Regions from separate parts of the Mus musculus genome. Here region 2 is linked to region 1. The links are chromatin contacts, called in public HiChIP or PLAC-seq maps. All regions are on one chromosome and are shown on one strand. The core of a region is the stretch at or near the end of the contact, and the rest is flanking DNA. Distances in the headings are between cores, read along the strand shown.

Evidence for each region. HiChIP or PLAC-seq counts read pairs in DNA pulled down with a chosen protein or histone mark.
Region 2: an H3K27ac HiChIP or PLAC-seq map of embryonic stem cells shows a contact between it and region 1, with 6 read pairs. The contact joins the enhancer-like site here to the promoter of G370120E05Rik in region 1. A contact is called at or near these places in 1 of 39 promoter capture datasets (macrophages), 1 of 484 Hi-C or Micro-C datasets (embryonic stem cells), 5 of 115 datasets of contacts at active chromatin or transcription factors (the HPC-7 cell line, embryonic stem cells, intestinal crypt epithelium and 1 more) and 2 of 9 other capture datasets (adipose tissue and pancreatic islet).

Annotation. Positions count from the first base shown.
Region 1 is chr1:180,825,436-180,830,803 of GRCm38.p6, forward strand. G370120E05Rik (a long non-coding RNA gene) reads left to right here and starts at 4,088. Exons shown (of 3, transcript XR_003948795.1): 1 at 4,088-4,189; 2 at 4,518-4,970.
Region 2 is chr1:180,887,480-180,892,813 of GRCm38.p6, forward strand. No RefSeq gene overlaps it. Among named protein-coding and RNA genes, the nearest start is that of Lefty2, 3.0 kb to the right of the region's middle. Within about 2 kb of position 2,477, at least 26 of the 459 cell types and tissues checked have an H3K27ac peak or open chromatin away from gene starts, as enhancers often do. A contact at or near this core is called in embryonic stem cells, where this site is marked.

The DNA.
Region 1 (5,368 bases), core at 2,838-5,337:
ATAGATAAATGTAAAAAATGTTACTTTTAAAAGGCAAAGCAACAGGAAAGATGAGACACACTCACTGCAACCGAACAGCAGGGCTTTAGTTCAAGTACTCAAAGGCATGTTTGCTCCTTTAATCCTCCCGACAGCTATGAAACAAATCCTGTGATTATCACTCCCACTTTGCAGATGAGAAAACTGAGGCACAGAGACAAAGTTACTTGTTCAAGGTCAGAGAAGAATGATAATGAGGATTCAGACTAGTCAGGCTGGCTCCAGAGTTGGCGTGTTAAACCTCTCATTATTTTATCATAATAAACCCCAGCATTGCATAGCAGCCTGCATAAGAGAGCAGAGAGAACCTTATTCTCAAAGAAGGACTTGTAGATGTAGTTCTAGAGCCTCGCACAGACCATCACCTCCGTGTTCATTGAGAACACAGAGTCAAGTGTGACTTCTACTTTCTTTTATCAAGACAAAAGTTCAAGAGGTCCTAGGTTCTACATCTTCTGCTTAGCTCTGGTGAGGATTGTGGTGAATGGCATCTTTAGTGCCGGGAGCCTTGAGCAGAGAGAGAGGCCATGTGTAAGATGGGAAATAAAAGAGCGACTCAGGGCTAGAGAGATGGCTCAGTGGTTAAGAGCACTGCTCTTCCAGAGGTCCTGAGTTCAATTCCCAGTCCTGAGTTCAATTCACAACCATCTGTAATGGGATCTGATGCCCTCTTCTGGTGTGTCTGAAGACAGCTACAGTATACTCACATACATAAAATAAATATAAATCTTAAAAAAAAAGAGACAGAGATTCAGGAGTAAGCTTTTAGGAAGTCATTCATTCATTCATTTTTATGGTGCTGGGTATGGAACCCTAGACCTTGTTCATGCTAGGCAAGTGCTTATTTCTTTGGTATGAGCTACGTTTCTCATTGCTGTGATAAAATACCTGACAAGCTAAAGGAAGGATCTGCCTTAGCTCACAGTTTCAGAGGGCTCAGGCCGTCCTGGTGGAGAGGTCATGATAGAGAAGGTCACTTTACATCTATTCTCACATCTAGGAAGCAAAGAAAAGAGCTATAACGGAAAGATCAGCAGATACGGACCCAAGAACTCGTGCCCAATGGCTACATCCTCCCTCCAGCTAAGCCTACCTCTCACCTTCAGTGGAAGGAGCCCTGGGTGTGTGCAAGAAGCTCAGGAAGGCTGGCGTGCATGTTGGCATGAGCTCAACCATGTCAGGGACCCCAGGGCCTTGGACCCATGGAAATGGCAACACCTTCCCCAGGGCTGTGTTGGGGAACTGCAATGCCTATCTCTGGTCCAAGTATAGATGTTACAAACAATTGACCTTTAGCTAAAACCAGTGTATGCAGAAACTACCAACCACAGCTTCCTCTTTTGGGGTGTTCATAACTTAAGACTGCTCCCCTATAGAGAACTCCTACTGAGATTAGCGAATCCACCTCCTTGTTCAGCTGTAAACTAAACCTGACTCCTTGCTCAGACGTATAAGATAAGTGTGCTGCATCTCAGTTAGAGCGTTCAGCCCACCCGATCCCAGGTTTTCTGTGTATATGTTTCTCATTCCCTGCCACTCCAGTTAGGTCCATCCCTTAGCCATGCAGGTCATGGCTTCTCACCACTTCCTCATACTATCTTATGATCAAGCCACTGAGGGAAGAATCCATTTATCGGGTTGGAGCCCTCAGGATCTGTCTCTGGGAATGACCTTACCAACACACCCTGTGTGTGCCTTACTAATTGCCTAGGCGTTTTAAATCCAATCAAGTTGACAATCAGGATTAGCCATCACACCTTCGTAATAAGAAAAGGTAAGGAGGATAGGCTGATGCTGAGGGCGCCTTGCTCAGGTTGGAAGTGCAGAGGACAAGAGGACGCGTGTGCTTCTTTTCTATGCTATGTAACAAATTTCCCAGACCTGGTGGTTTAAAGCAGTGCTACTTCACACCTCAGCCACTGAGTCAGAGATGTAGCCAGGGCAGAGAGCTGACCACTGCTAGCCAGAGTTCACTTCACCTCCACGCCTGCCTAGGAAGGGCTCTGCTTCCAGACTCAGCTGTAGGCTGAATCCAGTTAGACCTGGATTCTTGCTAACTGTTGGACAAACACTGCTTTTAACTCTATAAAGACACCCACAGTTCTTTGCTCCTCAACTTTTGCAGAGGCCCTTATATAAGTGACAAAGAGCTAACTAGATGGACTGTTAAACCAGGCTTGGCGGCTTATGCTTATAATCCTGGCACTTGGGAGGTGGAGAAAAGATGCCTGTGGGGGTTCAAGGACAGGGTGGGCTGTAGAGTGAGATCCTGTTGGTTAGAGGCAGTCACCAGGCCTAGTCACACTCAATGGGAGGTTTGACGACAAATGGGTAGGGACTTTGGAAACCACATAGACTCTGGGCCCTTCAAAGAACTCAAACATTCCTGTAGGATCCATAGCATTCCAGTACATTCCAGTAGCTGTCCTTTTGCAAGTATTGGTGGTTCTCCCCATGATAGATGTGCTGGGGAACCAATGCCCTACCCCATGATAGATGTGCTGGGGGAACCAATGCCCTATTAGTAGTAGGCTTTGGCTCATGATGGGTGGGAATTGGGGGCTTCTTAACTTCCTCCTCCTGGGTGGGAAAACTCAGAAACCTGTTCTGTGCTGTCCCTCAGAGACCCCAAGGGACATCAGGCCCAACTGCAGGAGCAACACAGCTGGCTTCATGCGGCTCCTGCACCCTGTCTACTCCCCTCTTCCCACTCCTCATCTCCCGACGATCACCTCCTTAAAAAAATAGTAAGAGCCAGCTCTAATCTCAGTGCTCCCAAGGCAGAAGCAGGTAGACTTCTCTGAGTTCCTGGGCAGCCTGGGCTCCATGATTCCAGGCCAGTCAGGCCTGCTCTGTCTCAAAACAAAACAAAATCAAAAGCTGGTTTGAAGGAGGGTGAATGTGGAGGCATTCTAGGTGGTGTGGAAAGAGTTATGGGGGAGGTGATGGGGATGAGCGCTCAACACTGAGGCCTTATTATGTTTTGTAAATTTCCTGAGGCGGGGTCTCAGTAAGATGCCCAGGCTGGCCTGGTTGTAGGGCTATGCCTGTAGTTCATTGGGATGGCATGGGTCTAGCATGTACCAACCCCTGGCCTAGCACCAGTAGAAAACCAAAACAAAATAAAAAGACCTAATTGTTGTGTTCCTGTCATTTTTAAATTTTATAAACTGACTTTGCACCACAAATTATCATTGAACACTCACTTGTGGGTAGTTGATATTTCTCTCTGCTTGACTGTAAGCACCATGCAAGGACAGAACCCGAGTGGCCTAGTTAGCTCCGACGGTCAGGGTGGCACAACATAGCATCATTTAAGATTGTCTCAGTTGGCGGGGCAGTGGTGTCGCACGCCTTTAATCCCGGCACTTGGGAAGCAGAGGCAGGTGGATTTTTGAGTTCGAGGCCAGCCTGGTCTACAGAGTGAGTTCCAGGACAACTAGGGCTAAACAGAAAAGCCCTGTCTTAAAAAAAAAAAAAAAAAAAGATTGTCTCAGTTGAGGGATTGCCCAGATCAAATTGGCTTGTGGCCCCTGTCTATGAGAGAGCTTCATGATTGATGGGTGGAGGAGGGCCCAGCCTATTGTGAACATCGCCATCCTTAGGCACGTGGGCCTGCTATATCAGCAAGCTAGCTCAGCCACACATGGGCCAGTGAGCTGCACTCCTCTGTGACTTTTACCTTGAGTTCCTGCCCTGGCTTACCTTAATGATGGATTGTGACCTAGAAATGGAAGCCAAATGAACTCTTTCCTTCCCTCCCATGTTTCTTTTTGTCAGAAAGATTGTTTTATTACAGCACCCGAAAAATGAGAACACAACCCTTTCTCATTCTTTTGTTTTGTTTTTGTTTGTTTGTTTATTTTTTGTTTTTTGTTTTTTTTTCCAGACAGGGTTTCTCTGTATAGCTCAGGCTGTCCTGGAACTCACTTTGTAGACCAGGCTGGCCTCGAATTTAGAAATCCGCCTGCCTCTGCCTCCCGAGTGCTGGGATTAAAGGCATGTGCCACCACGCCCCGCTATGCTTTCTCATTCTTGAGTTGGCAGATGCCACAATGCTTGTCAGGCCCAGGCTCCCAGTGGAGTGAGTAAGAGCCGTCTTCCTACTCTGAAGGTGGTGTTTCTACTCCAACAGTTCCCCAAGACACTGGTCAGTAGTTTGTAAGATATGTTGATTTCATCCAAGCAAAAATATCTTATTCCTAAGGGGTGGGATACAAAGGGGATTTCATTTTATCTCACTGTAGAGAAAACAGCTTGTCTTTTCCATTGTCCCTTCAAGTACCAGAAAAGATCGGCCAGAGATGGGGACTAGGTACTATTAAAAGCCCATAATGCACCGGGAACAGCCCACCCAGCGCTTGAGGTAAAGGGCAGGTGTGCAGGGACCTCAGCCTCCAGCACGGAACTGGTCCTGGAGACCAATGGCTGTGTTAGTTCTACTTATAGTCTACTTCCTACACGTTTCCTGCCTGCAGGTCCAGCCCACACTTCTGGTCTCGTAGAGCCACGCCCAGAATTGTCACAAGGCAAGGAGAAGCTTTGGGTGAAGAGGCTAGAATGCCTCATAGCTGTCGTCACTGAAGGTCACTGAAGGTACAATGGCGTGGAGATGATGAAGCCTTCCCTATGTCCTTGCGCTCTCGGTTGTTAGAGAACATGGCTGGAGAAATCTCACAGGAGTTGCATCCAGATACACGACTGGTCCTAAGGGAGCATGGAAAGCCCTTTCCAACTGCCCAGAGCTGTAGGGGAAAAGCGCAGTGGTGTGTGAGGGCCTGGTTGCATCTGAATTGGATATGGTACGGGTTCCGGCTCTAGCATGTGCCTGCCTGGGAATGACTAAGATGGGCAGCCACGCTAGTCAACACAGTCCTCAGCCCCCGCAGTCCTCCGGGGCTGATGAGCCCTGCCCAGGAGAGCTGGCTTTGGTAAGCAGTTTTGGGGTGTGGCCTGCTTTAGTTACTATCACCTCGAAGGGCTCCAATCTTAGACCCGTGCGTGCGCTGTTTTTCCATGCGTTAAAAGGAGTAAGGTTTCCCCTTCAGAGGACTGTGGATGGATGCCATGGTCTCTGGGTGAATGTGGAGACACAATGCTTCTAACGTGGTTGATTGCATCCTGAATTCCTGTCCAAGCCCCAAGGTACTGCTGTTAGATGTAGAGAGAGCCTGTTTTCCACGTTGGCTCTTCTCCCTCTCCAAATCCGAGGGAGTGATTCTGTCCAGTCACCTACAGAGCCTGTCAGCAGCGTCGCAGATATATGGCTTCTTGCACAATGGCTGGGCTCTGTGAACCCGCCTCTTATTCCATTTTCAACTTCAGGCTG
Region 2 (5,334 bases), core at 1,227-3,726, 60 kb after region 1:
GTCCTATGGAAGAGACTCTGCTGACCCAGCTCAACAGTGGCTCCTAGGGTTCTGAGCCTCTCTGTCTCTGTCTCTGTTTCTCTCTTCCTAATTCATTTGTTGAGTGCATGCACACACAAGTCATGACACTCCTGCAGAGATCAGGGGACAAGTTACAGGAGTCAGTTCTCTCTACCATTCTGGGGATTGAACTTGGACTGTTTGGCTTGGTGGCAAGCATCTTCGCATGGCGAACCATCCTGCCAGCCCTTAATTTTTATTCTCTTCTCCCTTTCTCTCTCTGTCTGTCTTTGCTAGGGATTGAACTCAGAGCTTTGCATATGTAGGCAAGCACTCTCCTGTTGAACTGTATTCCAATCCCTAGATAATTCCAACTCAATAGGTCTCTCATTAGCTTCGGAGCATTGAGTATTATACATTTTTTTTCTCTTGCGTATAACAGAGTAGTAAGAAAGTAAAAGAGCTACTGTCTGTCCCTACTCTAAAATTTCTAGACAGGACAGAGAAAACCCAAAACAGATCTCAGGTCAAGGTTGTTGTCCTATGTGTGGTACCCTCTCTTTCCCCTCCCCCATCCTTTTCTTTCTTTGCGTCAGAGGTAGTCAGGAAGCGGAGGTACCATCCTCTGGAAGGGCTGGGTTGTCTATGAATGGAATAATCCTCTAATCTGATTTAGACATTTGTCTCACTGGACTGACTGCTCTGACACACCCCTGTCCCCTCTGCCCTATGTCTCCAACAGAAGAATCTTTACCTTCTGATGTCTGGACCCTGTCTCTAGTGAAATCTAGGCAGCCAGGGTTCAGGAGGCCACAGGTCTCACAGGTGACTCAAATATCAACTTCTGGAGCACACTGGCCTGGTAGAGAGTGACAGAACAGTAGGCCGTGGAAAGGGAAGGCACAGGGCCAACCCTGAAGCACGGAGGTGTTTTGCATGGAGGCTCTGTGATGCCCCACTGTGTGGAATGACTCGCCCTGGACTATGGGCCCCAGAGGATGGAGCGAACAGGGTTGTGGGGAGTTCGTTCGGTGCTTGTGCACCGGCCCTAAGGAACACACATCAGGTGGTGGCCTCAAGTGTTTGTATTTTGCCACAGCACTTCTGTGACCACTCAGAACATTCGCAGCATAGAAGCTCCGAAGGGCGGGGCTGTGGTGGAGGAGGGGGCACCTCTGCAACCTCAAAGAAGTCTGCCCTGTCCCCGCCTTAGAAGCCCTTGGGGGAGAGGTCTGATTTACACAGCTTTCTAGGACCGGAGGTGCTTTCCGGCTTTCAGGCCGGGCCGGGCTCCACCTCAGACACCCCGTCCCACTCAGATCCACAATATGAGGGAGAGGCCTAGCTTTTGCATCACAAAAGTAGCCCCACCCTCCCCCTACTTGGGCAATCTGCCCACTGTAAAAGTTTCCTAATCCACATCTGCTTCCTTCTTTGGGCCGTGGCTAATTGCCCAATCACTGTATTTCCCCAACAGAACTCCGAGGGCTCCTGGGAATCCACATCCAGGAGTCTTGGGAAGATCGACTCTGGGAGATTGACCCTCTGTTTTTCTGTCTGCGTTTTACACTGCCCTGCCCCCATTGGACCCCGAGTCGTCTGGGTTCCCAAGCTGCCTGCTGCTGATGGATGGCATCTGGCAGTAAAGCCAGCAGCAGACAGAGTTTGAGGTGTGGGAAGAGCTATGACCTTTGAGTGTCTGTGTATCAGTCCCGTGTGACCCTGGAATGCTGCAGCCCCTCCGAGACTGTTTTCTCTGTACCATCTACACTGTCTGGATAGTTAGTTTCTGCTCTGAGATGTCTGGTTCTACACACTAGCAGGGAAAGAGGATGGTTTGTCTAGACCAGTCCTTCATTGATACTGAACATCACCAGGCGATGATGATGGGGCGTTCCCTAAATTGGGAAGGGGGCTTAGTTTCTCAGTGTGGATCACCTATGCACGCCCCTAGAGGTCACCCCAGGAGTGCTCTGGGGAAGGGTTCGCCAATTCAGCCTCAGGGCCCAGGGATTCTGAGTCCCTAAAGCGACTCCCAGGTATTCCAGGTTTTTTCTTTTTAACTTAAAAAAAAAAAAAGGTGTTTTTATAGGCTAGAGAGATGGCTCAGCGGTTATGATCACTGGCTCTTGTTCCAGAGGTCCTGAGCTCAATTCCCAGCAGCCATGTGGTGGCTCACAACCATCTGTAATAGGATCCGATGCCGTCCTCTGGTGTGTGCCCTCTTCTGGTGCGTCCGAGGAGAACCACAATGTACTCACATACATAAAATAAGTAAATATAAAGATATATTTTTAAAAAACAAGGTGTTTTTATTGGGGGCGAGGAAACACACATATGCAGTAGACACACAGAGAAAAACACTCTCTGCAAAGCAGAGGACGGATTCAGAAAGCTGAGATTCCCTATCCCAGGTCCTTAGCGAGGCCAAATAATGACTATGCAGTTCCTCTTCTACCCAGGGCCCAATTCTGAACTTCCTAGGCTTAGCTATTCTATTGCTGATCACTCTGGGTGCCCCAGAAGGCCTCAGACCCAAGGTGTCCTTGAGGTGGCGGTAGAGATCCCCTGTGTACATCTGCAAGTCAGAAAGCATCTGCCCCAGATGCCTGTCCTTTGGCTCTGGCACAGAAGGTCTTACTGAACACAGCAGGGCCTTGGGTGTTACATTTTGACACGAAGCCAGCTACGATGATAAGCCACAGGGTTTCCTTTCGCCCATTGCAAGGGTGGTGAACTCTTGCATATTTAAGGCACACCAGCCCAGAAGAGCTTCCAGGGACGAAGGACCTCACGTTCTGGTGGCCTGTAAATGTGACACCTCTGTGCCGTTTGGCTTGACTAAAGCCCCAAATGTTAGCATCCTATAAAGTCCCTTCCCTGTTAATCACTTGCAAAGGAAGGCAGCGGCGGTGTTCCTTTTGAAGAAAGCCGGATACAGAGTGGGGGTCTTATATTTCAGGGGCTCCTCATTAGGAGATGTGAGCTCCAGGATGGGATTAGATTTTGTTTTTCTGTTTTTCTGTGCTGGGGGATGGAACTCAGGACCTTTCGAATGCTAGGTGAGCGTCCAGACACTGAGCTACCCCCAGCCCCAGATGAGACATTTGAAGTCCTTCTGGGGCATTACCTAGTTTCCTTGGAAACAGAGGTGGGAGATAAGAGAAAAATGACTGAGAAGCAGGTCTGTGACCCTGGGACTTCCCTCTCTGGGGCCAGCTGCCTGGATTTCTATATTTCCTCTTACTTCAGCCTGCCTATCCTGTGACCCCTCCAAACTCTCTGTCATATATATCCAAATAGCCCTAACTTTGGCAGTCAATATCTGCCCTTAGACAGGTCATGTAACAGTTTTACGCCTCGGTGTCTTCATCTATTAAGTGGAAATAATAATGCAAACCTCCCTGTCTACCCCAGGGATAAAGAGTTAACAATGCCAGGCATGGTAGTACATGCCTAGAATCTCTGCACCAGGGAGGCTGAGGTAGGAGGACTTTGAGTTCAAGGCTAGCCTGGGCTACATAATGAGACCTTGTCACAAAACAAAACAAAGCCAACACACACACACACACACACACACACACACACACACACACCCCAAAACCACACACACATCTTGCATGCATGATTTATTATGATTAGGGACAGATTTTTTTTTCTTTTCTTTGACGTGGTAGAGATCAAAACCAAGGACTTGCAAATGCTGTACTAGAGACTTAGACCCTTAGCCTTATCAGAGTTATTTCTGCTCCTCTCTTTTTTTTTTTTTTTGGGTTTTTTTTTGAGACAGGGTTTCTCTGTATAGCCCTGGCTGTCCTGGAACTCACTCTGTAGACCAGGCTGGCCTCGAACTCAGAAATTCTGCCTCTGCCCCTCGAGTGCTGGGATTAAAGGCGTGCGCCACCCTGCCCGGCAGTTATGTTCCTCTTCTAAGTTCTGAGCCCACCCACTTACTACTATAAATCTTCTACATATATTAATATGTACGTGAGAATGTGTACATATGTGTGCTCGTGCATGCACTCGTGTGTGTGTGTGTGTGTGTGTGTGTGTGTGTGTGTGTGTGTGTTTGGGCTGTTACCCAGAGCCCTTGAACCTGAGAGGGTTTTCTCTGCTCTCAGGGTTGTTTGAGAAAGGTAGAACACAGCGCATACACACCCAGGGGCCAGTGTCCTCCTGGGAAGGCAGAGAGGTGATCCCTGTCCACCAGGCCCTTTGGCCCTTAAGCTCCTCTGTGGCCATTGTTCACCTCTCATTGGCTACAGGAAAGGTTTCCTTCTGCACACACTTAGACCTCTGAGCCAGAGAGGCCTTAGGGGGCAGATGCAAATATCTGTATCGCAAGGTCTCCTCTAACTGCATACTGTGACAGGACAGGTGACTTTGTCCTGTAGTGAGCTGACCAGCATCTGAAAGATGCACTTGCAGCTAAAACCTGCCTCGTAAGGGCTGTGTGGAACCCTACTCCCAGCTTGGGATGGGGCCTGGCACACATGATCACTCATACGATGGATGTCTGCTGAGGATGTATCTTGCATGCGCATATGTTATGTATTTGTTTTGAGACAGGGTCTTCTGTCATTGTCAACTGCTCCTTTAGATAATAAAAACACAAGGCATTGAGAATTTATAAAATTTACCAAGTATCAAGACCCAGCTGTTGTAAACTGGGAGCTAGAAGAAGTAGGGCCAGTCAGGTGCCTGCAGCTGTGGACTGGACATGTTTCCAGGCAGATTTGGCCTCTGGATGGTTTCTGTCTCTAAGTCTGTGGTATGAGCAAGACACAAGCCTGAGCGCTTGTGGTATGAGCCTAGTGGGCGAGCCCTCCCAGAAGGAGTTGCTGTCTGAAGAGGCACATTCTGTGGCACTCTGAGAGCAGAGAGACATGCGCAGTCTTCATGTTTCCTGAGACTATGCTAGCAAAATCTCTAGTTAGCGGCATCTGTCTTCCTCTGGCATGGGAGGGGTGGGGTGTGATGAGGACCGTGACGAACCTGGACAGACCCGTGGGGGTACTGAAGGATGTATACGGTTCCTTTGACTCCGGGGTATCTGTGGAATTGACCAGAGACAGCTGGAATACAGGACTCTGCCCCTCTTTGTTCCTCCACGGACAAATCTAGACCTCCACTGGCCCATGGAGAATCTTCCAGAGTCTTAAACAGGTCTGGCATAGTGATACACAGCTGTAGTTCTAGCATGCAGAGGATGATGGGAGGAGGATTATCACAAGTTTGGGGTCCGCCTGACCTAGAGTCGTTTCTGAAGAATTCAGCCCAGCCATGGCTATGCAGGTAATATAGTACTTCAACAACTGGTGAAAGAGTCTCTCT